5 separate regions of the Mus musculus genome follow, and all the other regions are linked to region 5. Evidence: chromatin contacts called from public HiChIP or PLAC-seq and promoter capture Hi-C data. All regions are on one chromosome and are shown on one strand. The core of a region is the stretch at or near the end of the contact, and the rest is flanking DNA. Distances in the headings are between cores, read along the strand shown. Region 1 overlaps Gsg1l (GSG1-like). Region 2 overlaps Xpo6 (exportin 6). Region 3 overlaps Gsg1l (GSG1-like). Region 4 overlaps Xpo6 (exportin 6). Region 5 holds the start of Gtf3c1 (general transcription factor III C 1).

Region 1 (2,700 bases), core at 103-2,602, 360 kb before region 5:
TAATTCAGCTGCCACTACCAACTTGGATTTCCTGCTGCTCAAGTCCCTCCACCTTCTGCAGCTGTGGGCGCTCTAGGTCTTAATCTTCACGCTCGTCCATTTCCAGTCCTCTAGAACACACTCACTGATGGGACTGACTGCCGGTCTGTCTTCCAGGTCAGTTCTTCTTTTCTGTCTCACAGTTTTGCTGGGGTTTATTCTGGCTTCATCACTGGCATTTGCATTCCAGACAGTTTAGAGCCCTTTCCTCAGCTCCTGGCATCTCTGGGCCTCAAGCACCTCCCACTTTTCTACCCCTACCCATCCTGAGTGTAACCCTTGATGGCCCGGAACTTTCTGTATAGATCAGGCTGGCCTGTAACTCAGAGGTCCTTCTGCCTCTGCCTCTCTAGTGCTGGGATCGCAGACCCGCACCACCTCCCACTCCTCTGCCCTGTGCCCAGGGTGTGTCCATGCCAGACCAGCTTCAAGGCCTCCTAGTAGATGGTGGATCTTGCTTTCCCTGTGTTGTGTTCTGCGTTTGCTTCTTTTTGGTTTTCTAAAGATGTGCAAGGTGATGCCAATGACAGAGAAGGTTCTAGGTCCTAGTTCCAGCTCCAGCACAGAGAACACATATCAAAGAAAGGGAAACCCTTGCCTGGTAGGTTGGAGAATGTCACACATCTACTGCCCACCCTCCCACAAATCCCAGCATTCTGGAGGTGGAAGCAAGCATATCTCTGTGAGTTTGAGGCCAGCCTGGTCTATAAGTGAGACCCTGTCTCAAAATGCAGGCAAATGAGAGAAAGATAAAAAATAAAATTAAGCCAGGCGGTGGTGGCGCACGCCTTTAATCCCAGCACTTGGGAGGCAGAGGCAGGCCGATTTCTGAGTTCCAGGCCAGCCTGGTCTACAGAGTGAGTTTCAGGACAGCCAGGGAGGGCTATACAGAGAAACCCTGTCTTGAAAAACAAAAAAACAAAAACAAAACCAAAACTAGTTCTGGGGATGTGGCTCAGTGGGAGAGCGCTTACCTAGCAAGGCCCTGGCTTCCACTGCAAAAGAATACCAAATAAATAAAATAAATAGAAATAAACCAATTAATTAATTTGTCGCCTGTCCCTCAGCTCTGCTAGCTATGGCTCTGACTCGTCACATTTGTCCTCTGGGAGTGAAGTAAGTCTCCGAGCTTCAGGCCACTGGAGCTCTACACTGCTGGAGTGAGTTTTTCCATAGGACTGAGCCTGCGGTTCGCTCCTCTGAGTGTGTCTTTCTGCCCTTTGTGTGTTTCTAGCTCTTTCCGGGCCCATTCCCTCCTCATTTGGCTCCGGTTTCGCCTCCCTGGCAGTTCTCCTGGGCTAAATCTGTTCGTATCTCAGCGAGCGAGCGAGCGAGCGCTGGAGGCTTCTTGGGGGTTTGTGTTTCCCTAGGGAATGTGAATGACTTTGCACTTCTCACAGTGAGTGCGTGAGAAGGAGGTTGACCACCCCACACCCCCACTCCCTCCACCCCACCCACCCCCGTATGCCAGGCTACTGTTTAGCTTGCCTGCTTGACTCCTTCCTCCCTCCTTCTCTTTATTCTTCTTGGCTTTTTCTTCTCTTTTCTTCTTTGAGATGAGGTCTCTCTGGCTATGTAGCCCAGGCTGGCTCCTTCCTGTCTCCTAAATCCTGAGATTACTGGTGTGGACCCTCCCTTTGGCTTACTTCTTATCCTTGGGTATGAGAGGGGTACCTTCTGAACTCTCCTTTATTCACAAATGGGTGATGGCTTCCTTCTCCTCCTCCTCCTCCTCGCCTGCGTCCCTTCATTTCTTTCTCCTTCTAAGTCTGGCTCAAGGACTTAGCTTCTTTCAGAGTCCTGCCTTTTCTGGATTTGTTTCCATTCCATACTGATACTTGCAGGTATGCTCTCTCCTTCTCATCTCCTGGGGGTTGAATGTGGGAGAAGGCTTGCTCCCTGCCACCCAAGGCAGTCTGTAGTCCTGTCTTAACGGAAATTCACGATGTGCAACTCCGGTTCCCAGCATGTTTCAGTCCACCCCAGCTGCAAGTTTACTCTCTCCTTCAGGGCACCAACAGGGCAGCCCCCAATGCCACGAATCTCAGCCCTGGGCATGGTGGATGCTGCGTGGATGGGTGATGGATGATCAGGTTGGTCTGGAACCTGGACAGGGCAATGTGGAGGTGTGGGTGCAGTGGAGAGTGGGGTGTGTGGGGTGTGTGTGCTGCTGCAGGGCAGTGCCATTCCTCGATCCTTCCTGGCTGCCCCCAGTGACTAGGGGATTTGTAGAAACCTCTGTGTGGTCTAGAAGTGACCGTGGCCAGTTTCCCAGCAGCTTGAGACCTGCCGTACCTTCTGTGTTATGAGCATTGTGTTTGTGTGTGAGAGGTGGCTAGGCAGGGCACCAGGCTTGTCCTAGGAGCTCCATCCTCTGCTAAGGATAGACTCAAGTAAAGAGAAAGGATGAGTGGGAGAGTGGCCAGGACTCAGAAGCAGGAGGAAAGTTAGAACTTCAGCTATTTATCCAGTCACCCCATGTCTGTGATCAGCTCAGCACTGCACTAGGACCGAGGCAGACTCCCCTCCCCATCCTGGCCTCTGAACCTTTGTCCCACAGGCACTGTGGATGAACAGTGGGTGGCATGGGGTTCTTCTGTCCTGTGAGAGAGTCTCCTGTGTGATCTTGAGAAAGTCACTCTGCCAAATGGTGCTTCATTT
Region 2 (2,700 bases), core at 119-2,618, 410 kb before region 5:
GTCTTTATAGAAAAAGTGTGGCTAGACAGTGGTGTCACACACCTTCAATACCAGCATTCAGAAGACAAAGGCAGGAGAATCTCTGTGAGTTCAAGGCCAGCCTGATCTACAGAGTGAGTTCCAAACCCTGTCTTGAAAAAACCAACCACCAAAAAGAAAAAACCTCAAAACAAACAGAAACGGAAAACAAAACAAAAACCTTAAAAACCAAAAAGGAAAAAGAAGGAAAGAAAAAATGTTATTCGCTTCTGCTGAAAATTAAATAAATAGAAGAAAGAGACTTATTTACTATAGTCTTATATTTAAAACACGTTACTTTCCTCTTTGAGAACTAGAGAAATCTGTGTGGCAACTCCTAAGCAAGATGCCCATTGGCTCTTGATCAGGACAGCTGCACAGGCAGGGTTGTAGGAGGGTTGCTTTGGAGCTCTCTGGTGTGTGCACCATAGTGATTGATCTGGCCTTGCTGGGTTTCTCAGTTTGGTTCTTGGACTATAAGTAAAAGATAGACTGCTCAGTGGATTCTGAATGTGACAAAGAAACTGGCTTCCTGTTAAGACCTTCTAGATTTTCCTGCTTTGTGCTTTTTAGTTCCTTTTTTTTTTTCTTAACAAAAAGATTTTGAAAGTCTGTAAAATATAGTTTAAAAAGAGAAAACAAAACAAAGAAACTATAGAATAGAATAAAATACCTTCATTTCCCTGGAGTTATGATTTTGGTTCTAGGGATTTTTTTCCCCTTTGTGTTTGCATACTTAGGTCCTTTTTGTTTGTTTTTGTTAAGCAAGTTGATACATTGTAGATAGGGTGTTACTTCAGGTATCTCCTAGAAACAGGGCTACTTTATAGAACTATATTACCATTATAATCACTTAAAAAGCTGCAAGCTAATATCTAATTTACACACATAGCTGAAGGTTTGATCATGATCCAATATTAAGTCAGTCTCCTGTAATCTAGAGTAGTCCCTAGTTATATATGATTTGTGAGTGAGTAGAGGTGTGTCAGAAAGAAAGAGGCAGACAGGTATCATGGAGCCCAGGCCTTAGTTTACTGTTGAAAGAATATTCTACAGTCCAGATTTAACAAGGTTTAGGCTAAGTGTTTGTAATAAGATGGCTGCATTCTATGTCTTACATCATGTCAGTAAGCACTTGGATCATTGTTGATGCTGTTTAATTTGAAGTGATTCCTGTCTACATCCTAGCTCTGACCATGGGCAGACTCTAGAAACTGGCTGCCCCTCATATCTAAGACCTGCTGTTTAACATAATATTTTCTCCATTAAAAGGAACCAGACCTCCTTTGGTGCAGGATACTGCTGGAGAATGCTGTAGAGTCAGTAAATAAGGAAGTGGTTCCTGAATGTGTCTTTAATAGGCAAGAACACAGTGGAGCTGGCTTTAAGGGATTTTTTTTTTCTGTTTATACTTAGTCAGAAATAAAACAAAACAGTGATTACGCTATTTTGAGTAAAAATCCATATAGTCTTTTTTTTTTTTTTTAATTAAGATTCATCAGTTTGCATTAAGGGATCTTCATGGTACCCATCTGATGGGGAACTCTGTATTTAGATCTTGTCAGGGTATCAACTCAGATTGCTTGGTGGTGACTGTAGAAAAGCTGTATGTAGCCGTGTTGGTTAGTGTTTTGAACTAGATAGACTTCTGCCTTGCCTCTGTAAGACCTGTTTATCATCTTTGATGAGTTGGGAGCTTTTGGAATTGTATGTGTTCTGTTTTTGGTTTTGTTTTTTGTTTTTTTTTTTTTGTTTTTGTTTTTTTTCTGTTTCTAACTGACCTGGAATAGACTATGTAGATAGACCATGTTGGCATCAAACTCAAATCTGCTTGTTTCTGCCTCCAAGAACTAAGATAAAAGATGTACCTGGCATGTTTTGGGGTTTCATTTGTTTATTTGGCTATTTTCAGTGTTGTTTTTAAACACGGTTTCACTTTGTAGTTGAGGCTGATTTGGAACCTGGAGTGTTCTCACCTCAGTCTCTGGAGTACAGGGGTCACAAGTGTGCCACTATGCCTGGTTTCATTGTGAACTTTAAGTGTGTATTTTATAAATGTGTGATCCAGAGAAGCCTTTGCAGAAACTAAATACCTGGATGCTCTAGGTGGACAGATACTTAGAGGGGAAGGTGAGCTTTGAAATCTTCTGTCAAAAATACTGTTACTTACCTAGACCATAGTAAATTTTTAGTTTTTAAACTTAGCATATTTCCCCTAATATTTGTTATCTTCTTAAATAAACTACGTGCCACAGAAAGACTGAGATCTGGGAAATGTTTAGGAACTGCAGTGTGTGTTCATCTCCAGACAGTGTGAGCAGGTGACTGACTTCCCTGCTGTCGCTGTCTTAGAATGCTCTGCAGCGCGCATGGAGTTCTTGTCTTCCCCCTGGAGGTGGAGACAAGCCCACGCCACCAGACTCACCTGGCTCTCCCGGGTCACTGCTTCTTTCCTTCCCGCAGGCACGCTCAGTCACTTGCGGCTCTCCAGGCCTACTCCCACTGGCTGGCGCAGTACTGCGGTGAAGCCCATCGACAGAACACACAGCAGTTTGTGACACTCATCTCTACCACAATGGACGCCATCACACCTCTCATCAGCACCAAGGTCTTAAGACAGAAAATGTTGCACTTTTTACCTAACTCTGACTCTCTCTATAGTCCTGTTTACCACAAGACCAA
Region 3 (2,700 bases), core at 172-2,671, 330 kb before region 5:
TCGGATGGGATCTGGGGCTACCTTACCTCCCAGGGTCACTCAGGTATCCCACTAACCAGGCAAACCCTCTTTAGCTTTTCTCTTTGCCTAAAGATACCATGGCAGCTCCAAGGGCAGATGTGTGGATCCCAGTTGTTCCTGGGTGTGTTCTGGGGGTAGGGGGAAGTGCTCTCTGTGGTTACAGAGAGGCTTCCTGCCTCTAGGGGGCACTAATGTCAACCAGGCTTCTAACTGGAGGGCGTGGCCCATCAGTCCACACCCCCTTGATGGGTACTTCATGGTGTATTAGCCTGCCTCCTTTTCTGCCTTAACAAGTAACCACAAGCTTATCATCTCCAACACTAACTCACGATTGCACAGCATATCTTGGGTAGCTAACGTCTGGCTGTTGCAGACTGATATTTTTTTGAAGGGTCTAGGAGACAAGCCTCCAGCTTACTGCTGATATTCAGAATTCAGTTCCTTAGAGATGTAGGACCTGTGTCTCCATTTTCTTGCTGGCCCTGTGTTGAAGCTGCTTTCAGCTTTTTCGAAAATTGCCACGATCTTTGGATTCTTACTTCCCTTCTTCATCTTCAGACCCAGTGATGGAGGGTGGGGACCTAATGTAGCTGCCGTGTGTCTCTGATCTCTCTGCTGTTCTTTCATCTCCCTGCCGCTGTAGTTCACCGTACCTCAAGTCTCCCATCTCAGAGCCTGCAACCTTCACGACAGCATAGCTGTCACATCCTGGTCTTGTCATCGCAACAGGTCCTGAGGATGAAGGTGTAGAGAGAGGGACATTCCTGTGCTGGCCACATAGGATTCCAAATGAGCAACCGCAATGCCAGGCTGGGTGCTTAGCAGTTCCCCAGACACTAGAACGATCCCAAGGGAGAAACTGTCTTTATGCCCATTGCACAGCTGGAGAAGCTGAGGCTTAGCGGAGCTAACTCAAGCAATGAGCTGAACCGTGTCACCAAATTGATGACCCAGCACCGCAGGATGAGACCTTATTTGCCGAGAGACCTTTTACAGCATGATCGAGTTCCACTGAAGTCGTTCCCTGGGCCCTAATTCCATGCAATGTAGAGGAATGTGGAAATGCTAACACAGAGGAAAACACACGAGCACACGAGGAAGAGAAAGCCTGGTGAAACATTCTTCCTCATAGTCCTTACAAGGGTCTAGCCTGCACCACGGGCACGTCAGGACACTCTGGCTACCCCTTTCACTCCATCTTTCCTTCTGGCCTGGCAGACTGAGAGCCTCACAACACCCACCCAGATATTGGCTTTCAGCCCCTCCACACCCCTCACTGGACCCTTTTGTAATTCAACAGACTGAGGCCAGTCGGGCTGCGCCTAACAGCCCTGGCTCTTCTTGGGGCCTCTGGCAGCAATGTGGGTTGGCCAGGAACCAGCATAAGGAGAGGCAGCACAGAAGCTGCCTGTCCGAGAGAGGAGGCCCCGAGCTTCAAGAGAAGCCAAGCTGGGCCCCCTCCAGCCTCTCTTTAGGCTCTGCTTCCGTCTTCTGCTGCCAAGTACACGGAACGCCACCGCGGGCAGCTCCGCTGTGCCAGCAGTGTGCCTTTCGGCTCCTGATTCCAGGTTTCAAGGTCTCTAGAGCCGCCGTCCTGCCCCCTAGACCTGCCTCTCCCTTTGGATTTGACTGTCTCCAGGGTGCACGGTGCTCCATGTGAGATGCTTCCCACTCTAAGTTCCAAGCCCGTGCTTCCTCTGTTGGGGGTGGGGATGATGATAGAGAGGGGATGGAGAGAGTCAACAGTTGCCAGAGGGAACTCTGGGAAGGCCTGAGGAGTGACACTTTGGAGGGGTCTCCCAGCCTGGTTCTCTTTGCAGAGCTTGCTGCCTACAGCCTGCATTCGCTCCCGCTGTCGGCTTTGTTTCCTGGGGAGCCATGTCCTTCCAGCCAGGCTGATTGGCCACTAGATATGGCTTCTCTCTTCTGTGAAGCTGGAGGACTGGTCCACTGGGTGGGTACAGGTAGAGGCTGGGGAAGTGAGGAAGTTTGTGTTCTGGGGGGCTGAGGAGAGAAATTTGGAAGCCAAGATGACCAGAGGGAGACTACCTTGGCCTGAGGTGGTTCTCTGTCTGTGCAGCCCCCGAGTTGAAGAAGAGAAGATTCTCATCTCCCCTGTCAGTCCTCTCATGTTAAAGCTGCCTGAGCAGGGTCTGTCTCCACCAATCAGCCTCCAGATAGAGTTGTTAGAATGCAATGAAGGGCCAACAAGATGGCTCAATGATGAGCATGAGTAAAAATGCAACCAGAATGCAGACAGATCTGGGCTCTCCTGGCTTTCTTGCCTCACCCACTCCTTGTTTCCCCAGAGCGTGAGCACCCCACCGCACAGTTCTTTCGGGGCCTGAGTGACCTCACCACCCTTCTTGCCTTTCCATTTCCTCCTCCTGCTGCTGCCCCTGCCGGCACGCTGAGCTCATTTCTACCCCAGGAACTTAGGATGGGCAGTGTCTTTCCCCTTGGTTTTTATCTTCATTTGGTTCCAGCTGGGATGATCCCTCACAGGAGAAAACCTGGCCCCGGTCAGCCACACTCACCCTGCCACCCCTCGACAGTACCTGTGCCACTCAGGGTACCCTTTTTTATGTGTCATTTATTATCTGTCTGCTAGGCTGGGATGTAAGCTTCCTGCCTTATTCATCCCCAAGTCCTCAGTGCTCTTACACTGCCTGCACATAG
Region 4 (2,700 bases), core at 69-2,568, 460 kb before region 5:
GTGGTTTCAGAATTGTCAGGAAATAACCACAAACTGTAAATAGCCATTGATAGAAGTATTGTGGAATGTTTGCTGCTGGGGTGTGTGTTACACAGCCTTGGGATTGATAAACAGGACCAAACCGGTTTTAGAGTAAATTTCATCATCAGGCGGTCGTATGTTAGCTATCTAAAGTTTCTTTGGACTCAGTTCTACCTTGATCCATTGGCAGTCAAGAGTATATTGTGATAGTTGGTAGGGAATCTGCAGTTTGTGTTGTGATCAGCCTCCAGCTCTCTGCAGGTTGCTTATACCTTTCTAGGACATTGGGAAAGGAAGTAATAAGGTGAGACTGACCATGCTCCTCCCCACCCTGTAGTCTGTGGGTCAGTGCCCCTTTTGTAAGGTCGTTCCTCAGATTTCTGAAGTCTGCTGAGCCAAACCTTTGGACACATTTTACCTAAGGCCAGATTACTGAGAAACAAGGGTGGCTACTTCTTCCCCAATAGGTATGTAATAAAAACGGATGGCTCACTAGAAACCTAAATTTGATCTGCAGCTCAAAGGTACTTATTGTCTGCTAAGTCAGATGCAGAAGCTAAGTGTGTTTAGAATTTTAATTATATATTAATTGCCTTTCTGGATAAAAGAACAATAAAAATGAAAAATTAAATGTTTTCTCCAGTTTTTTCAAGTAAAGGATTATGTGGGGGCAATTAAAAAAAAAGTCTACTATAATTAGTTCCTTAGTTTTCTCTCTTGGAGACAGAATTTCACCACTGTGCTATTTAGCCGGGAAGTAGCAGAGATCTATCTGCCTCTGTCTCTGTTTCCCAATGCTGGACTCAAAGGTGTGTGACTCCATTCTTACTTGCTTGACACATTCTCATGTTTTAGCCTTTACTATATTTTAGCTTCAAAACAAAACCAAAAAACCCAAAACTGTCAACAGTAAAATTTGCTCTGAAATGTTTCCTTAGGTACTAGCTAGCTACAACTGTGTCTTGGAAACTGAAACTCCAAATATTTAGTGAGTACAGATTAGAAGTAGTTCCCAATCACCCAAAGCAGCTAGAATAACGGACAGGAAAGAAGAGGCCCGAGAGGCAGCTGGGAAAGCAGCTGCAGAGGCAGTCCAGCGGTCTCCAGGAAGTGCCCTTGCTTTAGAGGAGGTGGGAAGGTCACACTGCCACATTCAGTTAATTCATTGAGCTTCAGGAAGGAAGAAGTTAAAGTCAGCTTGGCTTTGGTTTGTAACCCAGCTGGGAACCTTGTCCTAGCTTTGAACCTTAGAAAGGTGGAACCTTGTCCTAGCTTTGACAGAATGAGGTCTAAGATCAACCCTGGTTAGAGGTCAGGGAGTTAAAAGGCAAACAACCAGGTCCAAACTCTTAAGGTCTCAGAAGTGAGGAAGGTTCTCAAAAGCAATAGAAAGGGAGCGCAGAGAGTGGGAGAGCTCTGCTAGCAGAAGCTATAACCAGACTCGCTTCTGCTGAGAGTCCGGCTTAAGGGCATCTGGATGATGAAGGGAAGGGAACGAATGTCCTCTCCCTTTCTCTCTCTTTTCATCAGAGCCTGGTATCCTCTATAGGGGAAGTGGATTAGCTTTTGCACTTTATAGATTATTGTGGGCGGTAGCTAGGACAGTGGTTCAGTCATTCTGTTTTGTTTTTTGAGACAGGGTTTCTCTATATTCCTGGCTGTCCTGGAACTCTCTGTAGACTAGTTTGGCCTTGAATTCACAGCTGTCTGCTTGCCTCCATCTCCTGAGTGCTGGGGTAAAGGCATGCACCACCACCTACCACTTATACAGTCTTATGATGATTTTTAAAAAGATTTTTTAGTGTGTGCACATGTGCCCTCTGAAGCCAGAAGAGAGAGAGTGTTGTATCCCCTGGATCTGGAGGTATAGGTGGTGGTGAGCCACTAATGTGGGTGCTGGGAATTGAGCTCAGGTTCTCTGGAAGAGCAATATGCTCTTTTTAAAAACTTACTATTTTTAATTGGTGTGTATTTGCATGTATCTGTGAGAGACTGTGTGAATGCAGATACCCTTGGGTGTGGCATCTTCTGGAACTGGTGTTGTAGGCAGTTAGGAGCATCTGGTATTTGTGTTGGGAGCTGAACTGGGTCCTCTACATGAGCAGTAAGTGCTCTTGGACATGGAGCCATTTCTCCAGACCTGCTGTATATTCTTTCACTGAGCCATCTCCCTAGCCACTCTTAGGATTTTATTGAAGATGTGGCCTTCTTCTCTGAGCTTTTTATTTCTTCTCTGTTAGTATGTTTGTCATCTACTAGCTTTTATGAACTTGTGGACCATGTGCAAAAAGAGGTAGGTCCAGAAGGTCAGCATCATCGTCATGGTGTTGAGGTGGTACTGATGGAAAAGGCCTGAGTGAGCAAGCTCTAGTGGGCATACCAGGGTGTGGTGCAAGAACCAGAGGGCAAGGAGGCCTGCCAGGTGATGATGAAAACAATGGCAAAGATGAGGAAGATGTTACTAGATATTTTCCATGCTGTGTAATTAAAACATTTTGGCTGTCTCTGGCAGGTCATGAGAAACCCATGATGGTAAGGGTCACTGCTCAGAGTTGACAAACCGGGAGAAACTAAGAAGAATGATGGTGGCCACCTGATAGATGATCTGTTTCTTAAAATTCAACTTGACCAGGGAACAGTAGAATGGAAGTTGAGCCATGTAGTATTTTCAGTCCTGGG
Region 5 (2,700 bases), core at 96-2,595:
ATTTTAAGAACCACTGTTCGACAGCAGGACAGGGCAAACTGATAAAACGCATTTTTTTATAGTGCCTCGAGGACAAAGGACAAAGGCACCCTTTAAGCAGATGTAACACATTCGATGGTAACATGTCTTTCCATGCTACATCCACTGGCTTTCACAGCAATGCAGAAGGAAGGGGCAGTAATGAACTGTGAAGCAGCACAGACCCTTCCAGTCTCCTCAGACATCAGTGTTCCCATCTGAAAAGCTGGATATCAGAACAGCTATTCCCAGGGAGCGCCTGAGTGTCCACAGTGATTCTAACCAGGCTGCCTTTAGCCTTACGACTGACTAACTAACTGGCTATCATAGTTTGAGACTTGCTCCTAAAAACAATCTGCTTCTGTACAGATTGGCAACTGGTTTATCAGTCACAGCCCACCAAACTTGCTCCCGTAGACATGTGCACTGGCAAGCTCTGGAATGGAAGGCTTCTAAAATATTTTTTTTTTTCAGATTTTAAACTCCCATCGTCCAGGAGTCTTACTCATGCTGTCTCTTGATTAGCTATTTGACTTTGGCCAGGCAAAGTGGCCTGCCTTGTCTGAGCCTCAGCTCCCTCGCCTGTAAAATAAGTGACTATCCCAAAGGACTGCTGTGAAACGTTTGCACTTGTCAGTAGCTACAGAAACCCTGGCACCGAACAGTACTCAGTTCACGTGAGTTATCAACAATACCGAAGCACATAAAACTCTTCCCAGCCCTTTCCCTCCACTCCTGATGCCAGGAGCTGACAAACGTACTCCCAAGGGACACGCTTACCGCCAACCAACTTCGACATTCCCATCGCCCATCCCAGGACCCCCGCAATCCTCCTCACGCCTCCCCCGCGCCAATCTCTTCCCCGTCCCCCCTCCCTAAGTCTGAGAGAGGGACTCCTACAAAACCACTCCCAGCCGTGGTCCCCATCCCGCACCGCCAGAACCTTCCCCTCAGGCTGGACACCATCCTGGGCCGGGGTCCCTGTGGCTAGGCGTTCCTCCCTGAGACACCTCCGAGGGATGAGGGACGGCCGCCCAACCTCCCGGCGGGGCCCACGGACACTAACCGTCCATCCCTAGAGGCGGCGGTTCCGGCCTCCCGAACCGGAAGCGGCCCTGACAGTGTTTGCAGTTCCCCTGGTTACTACGGGGTTCCGGACCAATGGAGGAGGAACTCTGATCATTGAGCCCGCCCTCGGGTAGCGTGACGTCACGGCGGAGCGCTGGGACTCCCCATCAGTCCTCCCTAGGCCTCGGATCGCTGTACGCAGGCGCATTGGGCCCTGGCCTCGGCGGCGAGGTGCGCAGGCGCCCCGGGCGCTGCTAACTGAAGCGGCCATGGACGCGCTCGAGTCGTTGTTGGACGAGGTGGCCCTGGAGGGGCTCGACGGCCTGTGCCTGCCCGCGCTGTGGAGCCGCCTGGAATCCCGCTCGCCTGCCTTCCCATTGCCTCTGGAACCCTACACGCAGGAGTTTTTGTGGCGGGCTTTAGCCACGCACCCGGGCATCAGTTTCTACGAGGAGCCGCGAGAGAGACCTGACCTGCAGCTCCAAGACCGGTCAGCCACCAGGGGTGGGGCGAGGGCTGAGAGCCTGGAGCGGGGCAGGATGGTGCGATGCAGAACGGGGACCGTGGGACGTGGGGGATGGGCGCGGGAGGCGAGCAAACCTGAGCTCTGCGCCCTAGCAGGCCGGAGTAGATGAGCTGGGGGATGGGGTATCCGCTGTGACGGAACTGTTTCCCAGTGTGTTAAAGGAGCGAGTCTAAAGAGTTCCTTTAAGTTGGGTGATAGGACGGGAGTAGGAAAGTGGTTAAAAAGTGGGACTAGGTGAGGTCCTTCAGGGACCTTTAGGGAGCGTTCGTTCCGAAAGCTAAGGCAGCTCACTGGAGGTCTGCATAGCCCCGAATAGCAGTGAAAGAGTAGCCGAGGTGGACTGGGCGCTTCCCATAGGTGGGTTCCAAGACCCAGTTCTGGAAGCGACAGAACTCAGTTCCGCGACACTGAGCGAGACACTATTGTCTTTTCATTTTACAGAGGAGGAAACTGACGCCGAGAGGTTAAGGGATTAACCTTAGGTTAAGTACAGGATTCAGGGATTGCTAAATGCACTTTTCCCTTCTCCTATCTGTCCTTCTCCAGGAGCAGAATCCAGCTCCTTGCATGCTCTGCCCTTAGCCTCAGCCCACCCCTTACTCCCCTGTACAAGTTTTTGTTAAGAAAGGGCTGACGAGCTGGTCTTGGTGTTACACGCCTTTAATCCCAGCACTTGCGAGGCAGAGGCAGGCGGATTTCTGAGTTCGAGGCCAAGGCTACACAGAGAAACCCTGTCTCGAAAAACCAAAAAAAAAAAAGAAAAGAGAAAAAAAGAAAAAAAAAAGAAGAAAGAGCTGACAATACAGTTCAGTGTGATTTCATATCATACCCGCTTGCCTCTGCACTCTAGCACTTGGGTTACAGGCATGCCCTACCATGCCCTGCAAGTTGGAACTCTTAAGCTATATTATGAAGGTCAGAGGAGGTTCTAGAGGTAATAATGAACCAGATAAGTTTAGATTTAGGCGGCCACTTGGCAGAGTGCTCTGAACAAGCAACACCAAGTAGAATAGCTTAACGGGAGAGAAGTGAACTGCGTGCGCCTGAAGAGTACGCTTGGAAGCAGGGAGCGTGGAAAGTTTTACAAC

What was found. Promoter capture Hi-C pulls out the DNA fragments that hold promoters and counts their contacts. HiChIP or PLAC-seq counts read pairs in DNA pulled down with a chosen protein or histone mark.
Region 1: a contact with region 5 is called in an H3K4me3 HiChIP or PLAC-seq map of forebrain, with 4 times the contacts expected there. The contact joins the enhancer-like site here to the promoter of Gtf3c1 in region 5. A contact is called at or near these places in 2 of 39 promoter capture datasets (neural stem cells and stem cell-derived epiblast-like cells), 16 of 115 datasets of contacts at active chromatin or transcription factors (the 230-238 cell line, bone marrow-derived macrophages, embryonic basal ganglia and 8 more) and 1 of 9 other capture datasets (pancreatic islet).
Region 2: an H3K4me3 HiChIP or PLAC-seq map of bone marrow-derived macrophages shows a contact between it and region 5, with 4 times the contacts expected there. The contact joins the enhancer-like site here to the promoter of Gtf3c1 in region 5. A contact is called at or near these places in 11 of 39 promoter capture datasets (the 3T3-L1 cell line, 3T3-L1-derived adipocytes, cranial neural crest and 7 more), 1 of 15 datasets of contacts at CTCF or cohesin (the NIH/3T3 cell line), 19 of 115 datasets of contacts at active chromatin or transcription factors (the 230-238 cell line, the SCID.adh cell line, T-cell acute lymphoblastic leukemia and 15 more) and 3 of 9 other capture datasets (adipose tissue, liver and pancreatic islet).
Region 3: a promoter capture Hi-C map of neural stem cells shows a contact between it and region 5. The contact joins the enhancer-like site here to the promoter of Gtf3c1 in region 5. A contact is called at or near these places in 2 of 39 promoter capture datasets (the HPC-7 cell line and neural stem cells), 1 of 15 datasets of contacts at CTCF or cohesin (the NIH/3T3 cell line) and 14 of 115 datasets of contacts at active chromatin or transcription factors (the 230-238 cell line, the SCID.adh cell line, astrocytes and 11 more).
Region 4: an H3K4me3 HiChIP or PLAC-seq map of pro-B cells shows a contact between it and region 5, with 2.2 times the contacts expected there. The contact joins the enhancer-like site here to the promoter of Gtf3c1 in region 5. A contact is called at or near these places in 12 of 39 promoter capture datasets (the C10 cell line, the HPC-7 cell line, cranial neural crest and 7 more), 9 of 115 datasets of contacts at active chromatin or transcription factors (the SCID.adh cell line, bone marrow-derived macrophages, embryonic forebrain and 6 more) and 4 of 9 other capture datasets (adipose tissue, embryonic stem cells, liver and 1 more).

The regions. Positions count from the first base shown.
Region 1 is chr7:126,065,578-126,068,277 of GRCm38.p6, reverse strand. All of the region lies in intron 1 of Gsg1l (GSG1-like), which reads left to right. Among named protein-coding and RNA genes, the nearest start is that of Gsg1l, 15 kb to the left of the region's middle. Within about 2 kb of position 1,352, at least 24 of the 459 cell types and tissues checked have an H3K27ac peak or open chromatin away from gene starts, as enhancers often do. A contact at or near this core is called in forebrain and neural stem cells, where this site is marked.
Region 2 is chr7:126,115,734-126,118,433 of GRCm38.p6, reverse strand. Xpo6 (exportin 6) reads left to right here. Exons shown (of 24, transcript NM_001311143.2): 15 at 2,482-2,626. Among named protein-coding and RNA genes, the nearest start is that of Gm30807, 17 kb to the right of the region's middle. Within about 2 kb of position 1,368, at least 7 of the 459 cell types and tissues checked have an H3K27ac peak or open chromatin away from gene starts, as enhancers often do. A contact at or near this core is called in bone marrow-derived macrophages, where this site is marked.
Region 3 is chr7:126,040,077-126,042,776 of GRCm38.p6, reverse strand. All of the region lies in intron 1 of Gsg1l (GSG1-like), which reads left to right. Among named protein-coding and RNA genes, the nearest start is that of Gsg1l, 41 kb to the left of the region's middle. Within about 2 kb of position 1,421, at least 42 of the 459 cell types and tissues checked have an H3K27ac peak or open chromatin away from gene starts, as enhancers often do. A contact at or near this core is called in neural stem cells, where this site is marked.
Region 4 is chr7:126,166,134-126,168,833 of GRCm38.p6, reverse strand. All of the region lies in intron 4 of Xpo6 (exportin 6), which reads left to right. It also overlaps the pseudogene Gm17137. Among named protein-coding and RNA genes, the nearest start is that of Xpo6, 33 kb to the left of the region's middle. Within about 2 kb of position 1,318, at least 32 of the 459 cell types and tissues checked have an H3K27ac peak or open chromatin away from gene starts, as enhancers often do. A contact at or near this core is called in the HPC-7 cell line, the SCID.adh cell line, neural stem cells and 1 more, where this site is marked.
Region 5 is chr7:125,706,333-125,709,032 of GRCm38.p6, reverse strand. It overlaps Gtf3c1 (general transcription factor III C 1), which reads left to right and starts at 1,345. Exons shown (of 37, transcript NM_207239.1): 1 at 1,345-1,576. The coding sequence starts at 1,356. D430042O09Rik (RIKEN cDNA D430042O09 gene) reads right to left here and starts at 1,163. Exons shown (of 28, transcript NM_001081022.2): 1 at 1,085-1,163. The coding sequence starts at 1,091.